Linked DNA regions of Hordeum vulgare: region 2 is linked to region 1. The links are chromatin contacts, called in public Hi-C maps. All regions are on one chromosome and are shown on one strand. The core of a region is the stretch at or near the end of the contact, and the rest is flanking DNA. Distances in the headings are between cores, read along the strand shown.

The links. A called contact is a pair of places that touch in the nucleus more often than the background predicts.
Region 2: a Hi-C map of seedling shows a contact between it and region 1, with 3 times the contacts expected there. The contact joins the promoter of LOC123412572 here to the promoter of LOC123408416 in region 1. A contact is called at or near these places in 3 of 6 Hi-C or Micro-C datasets (leaf and seedling) and 1 of 1 datasets of contacts at active chromatin or transcription factors (embryo).

What each region holds. Positions count from the first base shown.
Region 1 is chr7H:522,320,147-522,323,551 of MorexV3_pseudomolecules_assembly, reverse strand. It overlaps LOC123408416 (50S ribosomal protein L1), which reads left to right and starts at 1,707. Exons shown (of 10, transcript XM_045101530.1): 1 at 1,707-2,368. The coding sequence starts at 1,817.
Region 2 is chr7H:522,757,629-522,760,936 of MorexV3_pseudomolecules_assembly, reverse strand. It overlaps LOC123412572 (O-fucosyltransferase 8-like), which reads right to left and starts at 1,801. Exons shown (of 10, transcript XM_045105522.1): 1 at 1,101-1,801; 2 at 765-854; 3 at 541-640; 4 at 381-451; 5 at 203-291; 6 at 1-28. The coding sequence starts at 1,427.

The DNA.
Region 1 (3,405 bases), core at 458-2,957:
TGCTAGAGATGTATTGTCAATACATCTAATGATAGAAGTGGTGTGGAAGCAAACACCCACTGTCAACTTCAGAAAGATCTCATTAGCACCACTAGCAAAGGGCTCGGCAGTAACACATTCCATTTTTTCATTCATTTTCATTTCACTCATGTGTAATTTGTATACGAGACAAGTTTTGTATTGAATTATTTAGTTTACTATGGTGATTTGAATATTTATTGTACTTTGTATGATTAGTGTATTGTAATATCGACATTTTCTTATATTACACATTAGTAATTCTGATTTACGGGGTTTTCAGTTTGCGGGTCGACGCCGCGCCACCCGAGCAGACCTCGCATAGCCGACCCATAAAAGATCATCTTCTGCAAATATCCTTTTTACGGGTCCGTTTTGCGGGGTCTGACTCTGTCCGCGCCCGCGCGGGCCTACAAAACAGTTTTTTCTGCGAAGTGTAAAAGACTTTTGCGGGTCGGCTTTATACGGGGTCTGCTAGAGATGCTCTTAGACACCCTGCTCCCTAAAACGAAAGAGACCAAGGCTCAGTAGCGATCAAGATCGCCCTAGTTCAGCCTGGATCCTTTCTTCCTAAGAAAAATGGGAGTAGGGAATGTGAGTCTCAACGATGACAGTGGCGCCGCCGAGAGGAAGAAACAAAACCCTAACTAGAGAGGAACGTGCCGAACTTTCTTTTTTGAGAATTTCATGCCGGACTGGATGTTTTTGAGGCAATCGTATCGAAGCGAAGAGAGCAACTAGTTGGCGAGGGCTCCTTCGGAAACCTCCCAACAACCACTCCCACGTGCCACCACTTGGCACTTTCTCAGCCACCACCACATATCGTACTCTGAGCTTTCTCTTCAGATTTTATTATTTTATTATTTTTTCGCATGCGTTTTCGGCTTTTTAGGTGTGTTTTTTCTAGGGTTTTTCGGTGTTTCGGTTTTCCACCAGTCTTTCTTAGTTTTTGGTCGATTTTTTTTCAAAAAAAGAAATTCTTTTGCATGAAAAATCACGTTTTTTATTTCCGAAAAACACGGGTTTTCTTGCACAAGAGGCACAGATTTGCTTCTGCGAGAGGCACGGTCGTGCCTCTCGAAAACAAAAAAAAACGTGTGTTTTCCTTTCTCGAGAGGCACGGTTTTGCTTCCGCGAGAGGCATAATTTTTCTTCCGCGAGAGGCACGACCGTGCCTTTCGAAAACGAAAAAAAAGTTTTCTGTCTTTTTTCTTTTGCGAGAGGTACGATTTTGCTTTCATGAGAGACATAGATGTACCTTGACGAGAGGCACAACCGTGCCTCTTCAAAACGATTTTGCTTTCGTGAGAGGCATAGATGTGCTTTGATGAGAGACACAGCATTGCCTCTTCGAAATGAAAAATAATGAGTTTTCTGTTTTGTTTTCTTTCACGAGAGAGCCAATTTTCCATTTGGTTTTCTTGTGAAAGAAAAGTTCGTCAAAACAAATCAAGATATGATCTAGTTGTGAAGATCATGACGCACGATTTAATAGATAAAACATTTTAAAAATTCTTATCTACAAAAAAAGAAAAACTATCAGGTTGTCATAAGTGACGGTGCGAGTGATTTTAGAAAGGAGTACTACTTAATTAGTGGTTTCGCGAACTCGCGGTGATATAGCAGTGCTAGTTGGGCCTAACTAAAACGTCCTAGCTGGGCCGGCTCGTGCATAGCAGTGTGCACCAGATCGAGCCCAGTCCAGAGGAAACCCTCCCATTTCAGTCCATCTCCCTTCGCTTCCTCACTTAAACCCCACGCCGCACCCCTCGCCGCCGGCCGCCGCCACGCCCTCACGATGGCTCACCTCCGCCTCCTCCTTTCCCACTCGCGCTGCCATCCACATCCCCACCGCCTCCTCCCGCTCTTCCGCTTCTGCACCTCCAACTCCGGCAACCCCCCACCGCCGCCCATCAAGCCCGTCTCCTACGCCCCGAAGCCGAAGGCCCCACCCGAGGAGGCCCCCTCGCGGGAGACCCCGAGCGCTAGCTCCGAGTGGCAGGACCGGCCACCCAGGAGATTTGACCAGCAGCCGCCGCGGCAGTTTACGCGGGAAGAGGTGCGGTTCGTCAAGGACGCGGGGCCCGCGATCGCGCCGGTGTCGTACCCGAGCAGGGTTGCGCCGCTTCCGGGAGACCGTCCAGCGGAAGAAGGGGCCGGGGAAGTGGCGAATGAGCAGGATCTGCGCGGCGAAGCGGAGCGGATTGAGATGAATGCTGAGCGGACGAGGAGGACCATCTTCGGAGTGCCGGTGGAGGAGGAAACGGTGCCGTACCCAACGCTGATACCCGTTGCGAAGCGGCCGCAGAAGGTCGCCATTGATCTCGTCGATGCACTCCGCGAAATCAAGGTCTGCACTTCTCGTGATTCGGTTCATCGCAGTTCAAATCTCAAAGAAAATCTCGTTATGCTGCGATTGGGTATCATAGCTTTGTGTAATTTGGACATGGTTTCGTAGCACTACGATTTCCACAATGAGAAGAGTAGCTCACTTGAAGTACCATGCTTTTGTTTGTTTAGTCAATGGGAAGGAATGTTGATGAAACAACCATAGTTTAACTGAAATGCGACTGGATGGGATTAAGCCGAATTTGATGCATGTTTTTTTTTTCTGTGACAGTGGGTTCTAGCATACTAGGAAGAATGCCCCTATTTTTTTTAGGGTGTGTCTAGCTCTCATCTAGATGAGACATAACTCCACACCATTGAATTTTATGTGGAGATTCATGAGGATTTTTTTTTATTAATAGAATAGTGTAGGAGTTAGATGCGACTTTGTTAATTCTCATCTAGATTAGAATTAGCAAATCCATTTTGTTTATGCTGCTTTTGGCATCGTGATTGGTTATAACAGTTCTGTTTTACCTGAGTTGATTTGACCTATTATCCTGTTTGGCTAACTGATGTTGCTATAAGCAACAGAAAAGTAGTTTAAAATCTTGTTCTGCTAACAGAAGAAAGAAGAGATACCGAACTGTGTTTCATTTTGCCACATTAGTTAACATCAACACCCTGTATGCAAAGAAGACTATTTTCTCCACAACAGCTTTAAAATAAGTTGAGCATTCTCAAACTGGCATATGATCTTTGTACGTAGATGAAACATTCATTGCATTCTTTGTATGTAGGCACCGTGATGGGCGCAAGCTGCTAATGGCACCGGTAGGAAATAACAAAGCGCTAGATTAGGTTAACTATAACATACCGGAAGAGAGTTTTTCTTGATGATTGAACCAAAATGATGCCTACTTATATCCTAGCAGCAGACCTGGAGCTGACTGATCTAGACTAGTATTGTACCATCTTAGTGAACCATTAACCACTAAATGGTGACCAAGCCTTGCCTTGTTATCTTTCTCTTTGCACTATTTCAGCTGCGGCAGAGAC
Region 2 (3,308 bases), core at 552-3,051, 440 kb before region 1:
ATCTTGCTGGTAGATGTCGCCGAACTGACTGGTAGAAAAGGAGAGACACGGCAGATACACAAGACAAAATTTGTCAAAGTTCGTTTGCATACTAGAAAAAGTTAACCCCACAAATTCATTGATGAATGATCACTACTGTTTGGTAGAAAGATGAATAACTAGTGCTATGTATCTGTCACACGGTTCAGTTAAAATTCCTAACCTCTTGTCCTTCCACACGCTGCTGTGAAGAAACCGGGGCAGAACTAGCGTGGCATTAAGCAGGGCTGCAACGACAACAGCATTGCACACCTGGAGGAAGAATGAAGCTCGTTTAGGTACTAAATACGTATCAAAATTGAACTGATCTTGTGAGGAGGATCCAAGCACTGTATCCTTACGGCGACACGCTGTTGGTTCAGGCCGCCGTTTGCGCTTATGAGAACGAAGCCGTTGTTGTTCTCGCTAGGCTCTGAGATTAAACCAAATTCAGTGTCATCAGGGAGCAAAAAAGGTAAAAAAGCAGAGTAACTATTTGCACTTGTTTGAATGAAGCTTCACCTTCTTCGACCAAGGTGTATTTGGCGGCGCAGGGTGTCCATTTCCGCGCCTGTCTGTAGGGTTCCTCCCACAGTGCGAAATTTCCACTGCCTGTCTCGTTCTGCACTGGCACGAAGGGAAAAGTGCAGCATCAGTAAAAAGTAACAGATATACCAAGTTCCCAGATACAGTTGCAGAAAGTAACTAGTGAAGTAGTAGTAATTGCTATGATGGCAGAATCAAACCTTGGTGGTGGCCAAAGCTGCCATCTGCAAAAGTCTTTCATGCATTATCTGCTCTGACTGTTCCTTCTTGACAAAATTCTGCTTGAGCTCCTTCATTCACAGAGATGGATTCATCAGGCCGAGAGAAAAGGTGCAAAAATTCAAAATGTTGAGGTCAGTCTGCGACGGTATGAAGGAGCACATCCATGATAGTATATAATCAGAGAGGTAGATCAAATTCAGACGCCATGGAAAAGAAAACCGAGAGGATCAGAGATGGCCAGCCAGACAGATAGGTGATCGTGATCGAACATGCTTATTTCCTGACTTTGATCGGGGGTGGCAGCATATGCATACCTGGAGGCCCCTGAAGTTGACGGAGATGGCACCGTTCCGGAACTGCACCTGGTGAAGCGCGGACATGACGAGGGAGGCGGCGAGCAGGAGGCAGCCCATGACCCCGACCACCACGGCGAACACCCTGAGGTGCCACGAGGTGACGTTGACGCCGCCCCCCTTGGCCTTCCCCTGCCGCAGCCTCCCGATGTTGGTGGCGCCGACCCTGCCCTCGCCGCCGCCCGTGCCCGTCTGGCCGACGACGACGAAGGGGCCGTCCATCTCCGCCGCCCGGTCGATCAAGAAGGCACCGCCATTACGGTCCGGGAGCCCCGCGCGCGTCTCCATTGGTGGCTTGGCGTGGACGGGGTGCCTGGTGCCTCAAGTCCAGCAACACGGCAACTGCGGCCCCATTTGGCTGTTGAACTATTCTTTCCTTTTGACCTGCGTTCCATGGACGGACGGACGGACGGGCAAGCAGCGTGGGCGTCCAGCGATCCCCCGTACGGGCTCAGAGTGGTATAGAAGAAGGGTAGGTCAAACGAGGCGCTGCCGCTGCGGCTTCCATTCGATCGGTGCAACCACCGGGCAGGCGGGCAGGTAAAGAATGATAGGGTGATGATCTCCGATCTCCGTGGCGGGGATAAAGAAATTGGGAGGCGCGATTAAAGAACTGGTGAACGGACGTGGAAGGGGATCGAGGTAACGTGAGGGCGACCCGCCGGCATCTCGTCCTATATAGCGGCGTGGTGATCGCGGCCAGGTGGTGGCGTGGTGGGACGGGGATCGCGTATCGGGACGGGGAGGTGTTCCGTAGAAGCCAAGAGAGGTTTCGGTTGGAGGGCTTGTTTGTTTGTTTGTTTGGTGATTCGATGATTGATTGATGGCGACGACGGAAAAGGGCGACGGGGTCGGTAGCCGGCCGGCCGCCGTTGGTTGGTTGGTTGGCGCACGAGTACAGCTCCGGGTTTCTTGCGCGGTCGCGGTTCCTTTTTCGTTATACGTACTATTTTGATGTTTAGATTCTCCTCTCTGGATGTGTCGCTGTGGATATGCTCTGCCATCGCCGAGTAGCGCACCCACAGTGCCACCTGCGCATGGCATGGACCATGGAGGAGGCTGGGTGACGGCGGCTGCGCGTGCGTGTACTCTGCCGCTCTGCAGCCATGGCGGCCGCGTGGCAGACACGCGTGGATGTGTGTCTCGGCCGGCCGACGGGGCTACCGATACTGGTGGCCGCTCGAAAAGCGCGGGGAAATCACGAGTCGTAGGGCGTAGGATGAGCTCGAAAGCGTTGGCGGTCGGGGCGGTGTATAGCTCGGTAGTTGTGAGTTGTGACCCGCGAACCGACGGCGTCCGGAGATCGATCACAGGACACGCTGCCGCGGTAGTTGGCCAAAGTACCTGCACCGCGCGAGATTAGAGCATCTACAACAGAGATGCTAAGTAATAGCCGCGTACCAGAAAAAACGGTTTTTTAAGCACGGGACCGAATCGACAACTTCGACGCACACGTAAAAATCGCGCGTTAAAAGCCACTCAACGCATCGAATATAATTATATTGCATGCTGGGTTTTTTTCCACCGTCCGTTACCGCACACTGAACAACAACTCCTTCGTGTGAATGTTCACCAACAGCTAGATCTGAAATATCCACTCACGCGCGCGACTTTTTCATCCTCTCCGACGACCCCTCGACGCTTTCCCCCACGCGTGCCGCTTCCCGCTCTTCCCCGGTGGTCGCCGCCGCTTCCTTCTTCGCGGCCGTCCCTGGAGCGCCCCGTTCCGTCGACGAATAGCGCCGACGAAGGAGGGTCGACAGGGTGGCTTGCTTTGTTGCCTCATATCATGTCATTTGATGTGACGAAACACATGACGAACTTCAGAAGAATCTAACCGAGGAGTGGTGGGCATGAAATGGGTGACAAAATGCATGATGTTGTATGTTTGTTGTGCTAAACATTTATTGTATTGGTTATAAACTATTTGTTGTATTAAAGTTTAATTATTTGTTTGAGTTGTAATAATAATTAAACTATTTTTTGATGAATTATTTTGTGTTTGTTTGATCTTCTTTGTTTTGTTTGATCTTTTTTGTTTCACATTGAATGTAAAAATAATGTTTCTGCTAGGCGCACACTCTTTATTTTGCCGTATATGTTGAAGCTGCGTTCTACCATGCTAAAAATTTCCAGCGTCTGGTGAAGTAACTGTGTAGTCCGATGTGC